2 separate regions of the Triticum aestivum genome follow, and region 2 is linked to region 1. A link is a contact called in public Hi-C data. All regions are on one chromosome and are shown on one strand. The core of a region is the stretch at or near the end of the contact, and the rest is flanking DNA. Distances in the headings are between cores, read along the strand shown.

Evidence for each region. A called contact is a pair of places that touch in the nucleus more often than the background predicts.
Region 2: a Hi-C map of leaf shows a contact between it and region 1, with 2.3 times the contacts expected there. The contact joins the promoter of LOC123044022 here to the enhancer-like site in region 1. A contact is called at or near these places in 2 of 5 Hi-C or Micro-C datasets (both in leaf).

What each region holds. Positions count from the first base shown.
Region 1 is chr2B:152,417,421-152,423,408 of IWGSC CS RefSeq v2.1, reverse strand. LOC123044019 (protein N-lysine methyltransferase METTL21A) reads right to left here. Exons shown (of 8, transcript XM_044466636.1): 8 at 5,592-5,988. The coding sequence ends at 5,886. Among protein-coding and RNA genes, the nearest start is that of LOC123044019, 6.8 kb to the right of the region's middle. Within about 2 kb of position 2,583, at least 3 of the 8 cell types and tissues checked have an H3K27ac peak or open chromatin away from gene starts, as enhancers often do. A contact at or near this core is called in leaf, where this site is marked.
Region 2 is chr2B:152,455,266-152,461,253 of IWGSC CS RefSeq v2.1, reverse strand. It overlaps LOC123044022 (calcium/calmodulin-dependent serine/threonine-protein kinase 1), which reads right to left and starts at 3,362. Exons shown (of 11, transcript XM_044466638.1): 1 at 2,231-3,362; 2 at 525-655; 3 at 276-317; 4 at 78-186. The coding sequence starts at 2,764.

The sequences.
Region 1 (5,988 bases), core at 1,334-3,833:
CAGTTGTAGAGAACTTGACACTTGACTTAATTAAAACGCATCAACCGCGTGTGTAACCGTGATGGTCTCTTTTCGGCGGAGTCCGGGAAGTGAAACGGTTTTTGGGTTATGTATGAACGTAAGTAGTTTCAGGATCACTTCTAGCTTCTCGACCGTTCCGTTTGCTTCTCTTCTCGCTCTTATTTGCGTATGTTAGCCACCATATATGCTTAGTCGATACTGCAACCTCACCACTTATCCTTTCCTTACCCTTTAAGCTTTGCTAGTCTTGATACCCATGGTGATGGGATTGCCGAGTCCTCGTGGCTTACAGATTACTACAACAACAGTTGCAGGTACAGGTTATGCGATGATCTTGACGCGAGAGCGATGTTACTTGTTTTGGAGTTCTTCTGCTTCTTCTTCGATCAGGGGATAGGTTCCAGGTCGGCAGCCTGGGCAGGGTGGATGTCGTTTGAGTTTCTGTTTGTGTTTCATCCGTAGTCGGTTGATGCCCTTGTGTATGATGTTGTTGTATTCGTGTGGCATTATATGCCTCTTGTATGTATCCCCAACTATTATGTAATGGTACGATGTAATGATATCCACCTTGCAAAAGCGTCTCTAATATGCGCTTCTATCCTTAGTGGGACCTTCAAGTTCCTTTAGGATAGAGTTCCTTCGATGTCTGGGTCGGGCAATTTTTATTCGGAAAAATATTAGGGTGCACTATTTTGGCTATATAGAAGTCGGATACGAAATTGGGTTATGATGATCCAAAAGAAAAATTATTTGCCTAAATAAGATGAAGAGTTTTTTTTGGCAAAGCTAGTGTGTCAAAAAACTAAGTTGCACCAAGTTTGTCTAAGGGCCATGTCAACACTACATCGCCCACTTTATGTGCTTAGGGCGATAAGTCTACCTCAGCCATGTTTATGCTTAGGACGATGATCATATATTGGTCATTGCTTGTTTGGGCTCCTTGATGCAAACTTGGGTGAAATTTCTTCAATTTATTTTTGTTTTTTCAAGCATTTGAAAAGAATACCATCAACAATCCAGCGATAAAGATCATTATACTGATAAAGATCATTATGTACTCTAGTTGTAAGCTCTCAAATATTTCTCCTACCTTACAGGAGGAAATACAGACGGTTGAAAATATTTTAGTGATACTTGTTAGCCACTCTCTTGTATAAACGTCAGGTACTAGATTTCCAACAAATCCCTTTCACATGTACTTGTACTTGAAGATGAATCCTCGTTACCCATTCCTTTCAAAACGATTATACATGGACATGCACGACCAATTATGTACGGGGTCATGGATGAGCTGGCCGAGTCCAAAAAAAACACAGAGAAGTTTGACTAATCAGAGTTATTGGAACTGAATCAACTGATCTATGATATATTTAGACCCAATCAAAGCACTTGTCATTGTGCGTATATATATGTACAAAAACGCGTTAGACACACAGCTACAACTACCTGGGTTCTACCAGTACTACACATCGTATTTGTATGCATATACTCCACACACTATACTATTACTATTTCTAACCAGTAGTGATCTGCTGGAAAATAAAGATTAATTGCTCATATCATTGCATGGTTAATCAGATATTAAATCCCAGTCCAAACCTAACAACGACCTAGACAAACCCCTGCGGTTGCAACTAATTAGATCGTGGAGATCTTCACCACACACACGCCATACATCGTCACAGCTCACGTGAGCTTGCATTGCATTGGAGATGCACATCAACCTCTTAATTTCATGACCAGTTCCTTCAACTGCTAGCCTACTGCTCCCCAGCCTCCACCGAACAGCAGCAACTCGTTGTCATGAGCCCATAAACGCCATTGACCTTGCTTGTTGTTTACACCTGACAGGTAATCATGCTTTGCTTGAAGTTGAACTGATCAACACCGCCAAGCATGAGGCTAACTAAGCATATATAGGATGGTCAAATGAGCATAGGCTCATCCTGTCATCCATAGTTAGTTGCCCCATCATCCGTGGTTAGCTTTCGTCGTGTTTGTTTAGGCTGCAACTTTCGCAGAAAAACGCGGCTTGCGGCGGGTTGCTTCGTGAGGCAGCCTGCCGCGCCGCAGTGTGTACATTGCAATGTTTCTAAACAAATGACGAGGTCCATTAATCAACTTGTGCCCTAATTAAGAGCAAGAGCACTTTTGAGGTGGTGCTTGCCAATGAGCATCCACTGGTCGGCAATGTGTGTGAGGTCATGGTTTCATCACCACCACTGCATCCATGTCATGCCATGCGTGTGACCAACAACTCCATCAGCTTATGCCTTGAGCACATACGCTTTCCAGATTCCCATGCCATCATCCTCCCCTTCCCTGACATTATTTATACCTATCCATCAGCACAAGAAAACAAGCAGGCTTCTGAATTAACCTTTTGTCATGGCTGATCTGTAAACACTATCTCAAGACTGTCATACACCTACCGGCCGGCCGGGGCGGCTGGTCGTCGCCGGCGGTGGTCTAGAGCGTGACGGCGGCCGGTAGCCTAGACGTCACCGGCCGTCTCCGGGCCAGATGAGATAGCCTTGAAGGCCAAGTTGGCAACCTGTAGTATGTATATGTGTGTATCCGTCCTGGTGGCTGGACCATCCTGGTGCTAACTGACAGGGATGTTGCCACCGGCCCTTTGCTATTAACACAAGCAAACAGACATCGAGACAGAAGCAACATCTTGTATTTATCAGTTGGGTATCTGGTCATGCTGCGTTGAGTTTGGCACTCACTGCTGCTGCTACATGTATAGCACTAGTACAAGGATGTGTATGTGCAATTGGTGGCCAAGGATCCTCTGCGCCCATGCGTGTGTGGCCGTTGTGACGAGAGACGACACTTCTGCTTGGAAAACTTAGGGCTCCTTTGGTCCAAAGGAATTCCATTGGAGGCTTGAAATCCTTATAAATTTTTCTTACATTTCATATAAGAAATCTAACATCTATTCCAACATTTTTACAATTCCTTTGTTTTTCGGTGGCATCAAATACTCCTTGGTCCTTGCTAATCTTGCCACTTCAATCCAATTCTATACTTTTTCTATTCCTGTTTTTCCAGAATCCTGTGGATCAAATCAAAGAGGCCCTTAACGGTTTCCTCAAGCAGCTGGTCAGATCGGGTAGCAGACACATAGCAGCTCATTATACAAACAGACAAGAGTACGAGCTAATTAGGCAAGCATGTGCATGCAGTTCCATTATGTAATGGTGGTGGAAAAAAATTCTCCTCTCATGTGGAGTGGCAGTACTGGATTATGCAATGCAGCTCAATCATTGGGCAGCCAATCAACCTCCTCCTCTTTTACGTGCTCATGTTCATCCTGTGTTTCATTTCATGGAGGAGGAAAGGAATCTCTGCAAAACACACCCCCACACACACATGCAAGCATATATAGGCAACAGTGTGCCCGCAAAAAAGCAAGTAAAAGAAGAGGTGAAACCATGCGGCAATGCTGCCAACGGTGAAGAGAGTGGCCGCTCTCCTTTTTCCTTTTCCCCACTTTTACTTTTCCCTCAGGCAGTGCCCAGTAAATTGCTCTTCTTTTCGTACGCCCTTTCAGGTGTTTGGGTTGGGCGCCGCTCCTTTCCTGGCCCCCAATTTGACCCGACTGAGTGAGTGACTGACACCTGCATGCCTCAACCTCAAGCATCGGATGCGGCGGCTGTGGAAAAGCCAGGAAAGAAAGAAAGAAACCAATCAAGTCTTGATGCCTTTCTCGTCTGATGATGAGGCCGCAAGATACTACTCCTACTAGTAGCTGAAATCCAATCATGGCCAGTGAATGAGAGGCGTTGGTTAATCTACGGGGCACATTGCCATTACGACTAAGTTGACTGATGCCGGTGGCGATTCAGAGAAGATCGCTAGCTAGGGTACGGTATCCAAAGCGTGATGCCGATTTTCATGACCAAACTTGTTGGTTAATAAACCCAGACGTTGATTTCGCTCGCCTAATTAGTTATGAGGCTAAACAAGATGGGCGTCCAAATGGATCTTAATCGTGTTGGTTGCAACATAGTGGTTGCAGGGTTCTTGGACTCTATCCATGGCGCTACGCCACTACTCTTTCCATCTGCTGCATGGGACCATTTCCAACCTCCAATCGCCAACCTGTCCTGACCAGTAGTAAACCACTAAAATCAGTAGTACAAGGAATTGCTCATCCGCTCCTTGTACACCACTAAAATCAGTAGCAAGCAAGCTGCCGAAAATCCAACTCGGTGACCAGGCTCATCCGCACTTGGTCAGAAAAAAATTCAAAATAAATACTTAAAAAATTCAAAAAAATCCATTTTTTTGTGTGATAGATAATTTTATGCGTGAGGTTAACTCGAAATTTCAACTTATTTGGACATCTGAGAAGCTCGCAGAAAAAAAAAATCGGGTCAGAACAATGTGTAAACAGTAAACATTCTTACAGACCCTGAATTTGCCTTTTTTGCTGAGAGTTTCTTAGATGTACAAATGAGTTGAAACTTGGAGCGCACCTCACGCGTAAACTTATCTACCACACAAATTTTTTTGGAATTTTTTTAGTATTTGTTTTGATTTTTTTTGTCAGAGCGGGTGCAAATGAACTCGGGAGCAGAAACGCCGCGCTCGCAAGCTGCCTACAATTTAACAACTTTTAGAGCAAGAAAGCTTAGATAAGCTATGTTTCAAAAAAAAAACTTAAGAGAAGTGGAAGTGTTGTTGTGTGGCCAAGAGGGCTGGGGGTCTGTGGGGCTAGAGATCCTTCATCGTCAATGGTCTTCATACAGACACTATTCGTGTACGTGCTTGCATCTCCCTGTAATCGAAAACGAACCAACGTTTTCTACTGTTTCAGAAGCAGACCGGGTACAGTGCGGTTCATCCCGGTTTCGGATTATAGCGGAAGGCAGGTCCAGTGCAACGCATCAGCGTTAGCAACAGGATCCGGCACAGTTTCGTGACCTCCCCTCTTCTTGGCAGCATCAGCGTTAGCGATGGCTTCAAATCTTGGACTGCTTCCGAGCTACTCCCTCCGTTCCGAATTACTTGTCTTAGATTTGTCTAGATACGGATGTATCTAGAATGCTAGATACATCCGTATCTAGACAAATCTAAGACAAGTAATTCGGAACGGAGGGAGTAGGAAGAAATAAGAAAAGCAAAGCCGCCGACGACGCGTCGGCTTGCCTCCGTGACAAGCTCTGCTCTGCTCTGCTGACCAGGGCAGGCCTTGACGAGTTGTCGCGATGAGATTCGCTACGTGGCAAGGGCGAGGAACAGGCTAAAGAACAACCAAGAATTTTGGATCCACATCGCATGCATCAGCAACTTGGCATGGGAGCATTGCGAGACAATGCAGGGCAGGGATGATGAAGATTCATCGATTCATCCAGTGTGGGTTTTGGTGCTTTACCTAGGTGGCGCCAAGCACGAGCCCATGGCGATCCAGAGCATCTTCAGGCCCTGCAAGCAAGCACCTCTCAAGTAGTCAAGTTCATATGATGCAACTGCTTCTGGCAGCTCTTTCTTGATTGAATCCTCTCGATCAAGGACTTCCATCAGTGCCTGGTCATCTCATTGGTACTTGATAGACGGTATAGGAAAAACGCTGTGACGTCGTGACCCGAATCGCTTCTTGATTTAGCGAAAAGGGCCACGACCGGCGAGTCATTTAAAAGTTGTGCTGAATCAATCAGCGCCATATCAGGACTGATGCTAGTGTTGTACTACTGTTTTCTCCCATGGAGTGGAGAGATGCAAACTAGAGACCACATCATGTTCAGGGCCAGCTCAGCAGATCATGCAGGCGGTAACATTGGCTTTCCTGATAGGAGGCTCCACATCTTGTTCCTGTCTGATGGAATTGTCACCCAAGCATTCCATCGGAGGCGTCATTTGAGGGTGATGTCGAATATGACGCCTTCGAGATCTGTGATGGTTGTTCTTGTCCCGTCCACTTCCTTGACAACCATTCCACGTTTTTCAGCTTCCTTC
Region 2 (5,988 bases), core at 2,113-4,612, 37 kb before region 1:
TCCCAGGTTGATAATAGTAACTAAAAGACAGCACGATGAATTAATATTAGCTGCTAACTGTGTGAAAAAAAACTAACCTCTGGTTTCAGATCCCGATGAACAACACCTTGAAGATGGCAAAATGATACTACACTCAAAATTTGCAGCATAACAACCTTTGCATCCTCTTCAGAATACTTTCCACCTCTGCAAAACAATAGATTGGATATAGTTAGAACCCCAGCAGATATAATCATAAGAATTGTTCCAATTTGCGAACGCTGGTAGGATTGTACCTCGCCAATATCTTATCAAGTAGTTCGCCTCCTTTACACAATCTGAAAAGAAACAAACATGATAAGTGATAGAAGTTACAGTAAGCGCCATTTGATATGCATGGTCAATTTTGATAGGAATTGATCATAATTTGACTAATTATAATTTAAACCTTCTAACATAGAGAAGAACAAGAATCTCATGCACTGCAACAACATACGAAGACAGAACTGAAAAGGACCTACTCTATGAAAGAAATGCACACTTACTCCATAACTATATACACGTTGTCTTCATCTTCAAAAGCATCATAGAACTGCACTAGGTTGCTGTGGCCTGTCAGAGAGCTCAATATCCTCACTTCTCTTCTGACATCTTCAATTGCTATGGCTGTTGTCATCTGCCCACACACATCATTTGGTGAGACTAGAAAACAGCTTTAACTTAAATATAATGTGTACTCTAAACAGCTAACACACGTCACTTGGTGAGACTAGAAAACAGCTTGAATTTCAATATCAATCTGTATGGTTTTGGAATAACAACTAACAAATAAATGACTGAAACAAGCAAACAGGGTCATAACAAACAAAGTCGGTACGATGAACATAGTATATTACTGGTAAGATCGTGCAACTAAAACAGTGACAAGCACAAAGTCAACCAAAAATAGCTCCTTCGTCCTACTTACACTTAGGCGGGCAACGTACGTAGATCTCGAAACACAAATTATGACACCTTTGTCTTTGTGGCCTATCCAACAACCAGCTACTGTTTAGCCCAATATTGTCCAGCAGTGCACTAGACGTGCAATAAGTGATCAATTATAGGCACCAAGGAATAAAATGCCTCTTGCTGGCATCAGCGCAACCGCAACCCATTTACAATGAAACAAACCATGCCCAAACGGCAGTTGAAATCCTGAAGTTAAAAAAACAGTAATCAAACAACTTCGCTTGTTTCCTAACAACGCCAGTGAGCTCATCTTCTCTAGAAAGGATTGATCAAGAAAAGAAAAGAAAAAAAAAAGCATTGCTACGATTGGTAGAGCGCAAGCACATGCACATGGAATGTGAGTAGCTGTGGCCGGCCATGCATGTACAACAGGAAGATTGCCAGCTCTGCTCATAAAAGCACTGGGCAGGCTGAGGCTCTACAGGGGCCAAATTAAATGGCACCTCATACAATTGCAGGGAGGCGCATAATGAGCAAGGCTCTTTAAACAGAATTGAAGTGTCACTTTTGGCCTGCAGATCTAGCCGAGAGGCTGCCATGAGCATGCCACGGAAGGTGAGGGAGGAAAGAAGATAGGAAGAGTAGAAGACATTGACATGTGGAGCTCGGTGACCATCTCCACTCGCCACCACCAATCCACCATGACCATGATGTTAAGCCAATGAATGCACAGGGGCTTGTCCACGTCTGGATAGATGAGCTCCACCAGGCTCCATCGCCATGAATGCATGCCGCGAGGCGGCGAGCTTTGCCCTACCGGCAAGGGCGAGGTCGTTCTCCCTCCCACCAACAGTCACGAGCGCCCCGGGAGATATGGGTTGCTTTTCGCCAAGCCATGGTTGAACCAAGCGACCCTCTAACGAATACGTAGTTGATAGGACTAGCACAGATGCAAGACGAGCTCGACGGATCCGATTTTCCAAAATCTCAGGCAGAAAAAAAATGCTTAATCGACGAAATGCAAGTCTTGGTCAAACACCTGGAGAAGTCGAGATTGAATCTAACGTGGTGGCAAAAGACGGATCTTGACGACAAAATGAGCAGAGACAGCATCATTCAGACGGACATGCTGATACCGAATCACGCGTAGAAAAAGAAGTGGTAAAATGCAGGGCATGCAGCTGAATATAGACGGCAAGAGACTGAATCGCAGAGACATTTCTGCAAGCAGCTCGAGAACGAGGACATGGCAATGGCGAGGGGAGGAGGTGGGGATGGCGTTAGAGAGTGAGTATCGGACCTTGGCCTTGGGGATGACCTTGACGGCGACGTCCTGGCCCTTGTGCTCGCCCTTCTTGGCCTTGGCGGCGCAGGTGTAGCCGAAGTGGCCGCGGCCGACCTCCTCGCCGAGCTCGTACTTGGCGAAGAAGTGCTTGGAGAAGCCGAAGCTCTTGTCGAGGCCCAGCTCCGGCTCGCCGCCCTCGGGGATGGACGCCTCGTTGGGCTTTACGGAGCCGTGCCGCCGCGCCAGGAGCGCGCGGATGTGCTTGGCCGGCGACGGCGGCGGGAAGGGCCGCTTGAACCCGCCGCGCGCCGGCGTGGACGCCACGCTCGAGTTGGCCGGCGAGCCCTTGTAGCTGGACGCCGGGAGCGGGCTCGGCAGGTAGAAGGGGAACTTGGGCTGCTTCGGCGTGCCCGGCTTCGCCGCGGCCGCCTGCGCCGGCGAGGCGGCCACCCCACCGGCGGCATCGCGGGCGCCGGAGGAGGCCACGCGCGGCTCCTCCTCCGCCTTGGGCTCCGGGATTCGCGAGGGCTTTCCATGACAGAGACCCATGGAGCCCGCGGATCAAGAACCGAGCTCAACGGCCCCGAATCGACGCAAATTCCGCAGAAACCGCGCAGAATTTCCCCCAGAAACGGCGCCGGGCCGGGTCGTCAGAGAGTCTCCCCGCCTTCAAGAACCCGAGAAATCATCCCAAATTCCTGCCTCACCAAGAAAGGAAGTAAGGAACCTGGCTCCACACCACGGCGAACCCGCCCCCAAAATTGGATCCCAATCACGGCCAAAACCAGGCCGCCAGAATCCTTTCCTTGCAGAGAACCCAAATGCCGCCGGAGAAAGAAAGAGAGAGAGCGCGACAGGGGCCTGGGCTGGCCTGGCTTGGCTCGAAGGAGGGAGGGGCGGATCAGAGCAGGGGCGGCGGCAGGAGCAAGAACATATTCCGAGATTCTTGAAGTGACCAAACAATCGGCAAAAGCCGGGGGCTTTGAGCGAAAGGCTTGGATCAGAGCAAGGGGGCACCACCACACCACTGGCTGGCTCTGCCTGCTGCTAGGAAGGAAGGAAGGGGAGAAAAGAAAGAAACACCCAGCTGGGGAGTGAATCCTGTGATGAATTGGGAGGGGAGAAAAGGGGAGGAGGGAAGGGAGGGGAGGGAGAGGAGCTCTGCCTTTTCCTTTTCAGCTCCTTCTTTTTTCCCCTTTTCTTTTGTAGCTGTAGCTGTAGCCCCCCTCCAACGCCTCCACACACACCATCGCCATGTATGTGCTGTGCTTTGGTGAGGGGGAGGGCAATGGGGACCTTGGGGCTGGGGTGGGGGGTGGCGCAAGACAACATGGGTGGCTGGCCAGGCCAGGCCAGGCCAACTATTTCTTCTTTCTTTTTTTCTCTCCCCTGTTTCTGTTGCCATTCTACTCCTTGTTTGCTGGTCACCACCCACTCACCAGGGCAAGGGAACAACTGTACTGACAAAACTTCCACGGGATACATGCAACTTATTCAGCAGCATCATCTACTTGGAACCTCAGGGGATCTATCCCAGAATGATCCTGCTCTCAAATACCTAGAAAAATTTCCAACATTCAAACTCCAAACGCGCAAACTCGGCGGTTCGGTCCGGCCAAATGATACTGCAGGTATATACTACTCTCTCCGTTCACAAATACAAGATGTTCTAACGTTTTAGTTCATTGTTGAAGCAAAATACAACTTTTCTCTAGACCATTATGAACAAATGGATTGTTCGTCTTTGCTGATCCAGTATTTTTTTAGTTTCCAAAATTTTACTGAAAAGAAGCCTCATGTCTGTCTCGCTCTTAATCTGAACTTCTCAAGCCACCCTTCTCTCCATCTCCAATCCAAAAAAAAGGCCACGCCGCACGCACAGCACAGGCTGTCCTTGCGAGCCGAGCTGAGCTCCTCCAGTCCAACCTCAACCTCCCGAGGTATTAAACTGGGGAGTAATGGAGGCATCAATGCTGCTTGCTTGCTACTACTCCCCTCTCCTCTTCTCTCCTCTTATTTTCATATCCCATTAGAGCAAGTACAATAGTCCTACTAAGCAGGCTATAAGGGATTCCACATCAGCAATATTCTGAGCTGGAGGAGAGTTAAGACAGGAGAGAGAAGGTAGCGAGCGCTTCATCAAGCGCCCGGCTACAACACAAGACGCGAGAAAGTTCCGCCTGCTTGCAGCCCGAAGCAAGCGCTAGTGCTGCCGTTTTCTGTTCCCAGCGTCCCTCTGTCCAATGAACAGCGTTTTGCATGCATGCAAACATTGATTACTTTAACTATCTAGCAGCTTGTATAGAGCCAGTCTTATTGCACGAGATTTCTTTTATGAAGGCTACTGCTGACATGGAGCTCGTATACAGCCAGTAGCCGGCGCTTCTATTAACCATGCTCTTACCTAAGCAATGTTGACTTGAGCAGGCTGCCTCTGGATTGTATACTTCATTTGCTCTTCAGATCTCAACAAGGCTTCCTGTCGCTGTCTCACTGTAATCTTGCATCACTTCTTTTTCATGATTTTTTACCGGGGAGTTATGGTGTAAATTTATGTCGACTTCACGTGCTTTTCCGGCTATTAAATATTTTGCATAAATGGCATAGATTAATCAGAAAAAACCTCAGTGGTTCAGCTATTAGTTTACAGGTAAGGTCACTTTCACTCATGCACCTTTCGGTCCCCATAATACCATATGTGTGACAAAACTCAAACTTGTGAACCCCCTTCTTCTCGACCGGTCAGGTCCCGTTTGAAACGCGGAAGCTATTTTCGGTTCCGGCGGAAAAATGAGCCGGCTCTCGAAAATTCTCGTGAAACCAGATTATTAACGCGTTCTGAACAGGACCTTATAGATTGTGTACGAGATAATTAAAGTGTGTCGGCTTTGAATACAACGTTTTGTGTGTGACCAGTTGGTCAGGGTTTTGGACTCCCTGTGGTGGTGGAGTCTAGAAATGTTGATTTCCATGGATTAGAGGAACTTTCTGATTAGAAATTTGAGAGATTACGATGGGTAAGAAATGTGTGAGCATCTGATGAGACACTCCGCGGGAAGCAACCCATTACCCATGCAGTTGGTTTTCTGTAAAGGGGAGTAAGATCCAGTGGACAGATGTCTTTAATCAATCATTTTCTCCTAATGGGAAATGGCGGAAAAGCGTCCATTAAGGATCTGAAAAATGCGGTGAGCAGAATTCTTCCCACACGTGAAGCGGATCTAGATAAATAAGTCCTGGGCTTTGGTAGATTCTTTCTAGAAAAGATTACATGGTCTTTTTCTTCTTTTGTGAGGAAAAGTTTACAAACCCTAAAGCGATGTATACTGTTTTGGAAAAATCCCAGAATATTTTGATCTAGAACAAAGCAAGGAAGCCAACATTATGTGATACTCCCTCCGTTCACAAATATAAGATGTTCTAACTTCTTTGTGAATCGGATGTATATAGACACGTTTCAGTATGTATGTTCACTAGTTTCAGTCTCTATGTACTTAGTCCATATTGAAATATCCAAAATATCTTATATTGGTCAACAGAAGGCGTACTAGATAGTCTATATCAAGTATTCGAGAAAAGATAGTCTATATCAAACCTGAAAAATACTACTGTTGCACTAAAACTGATTTTCAAACATCTGTATATATACCCTGATCTCTAGTTGAACTTATCATTTATGTTGGCATAGATTTTCCCTCACCTAATACTAGTAGTACTAACTACTTTCCTTGGAAATTCCTGAACCTTTTAGAGGAATCCATGAAATAATTCCT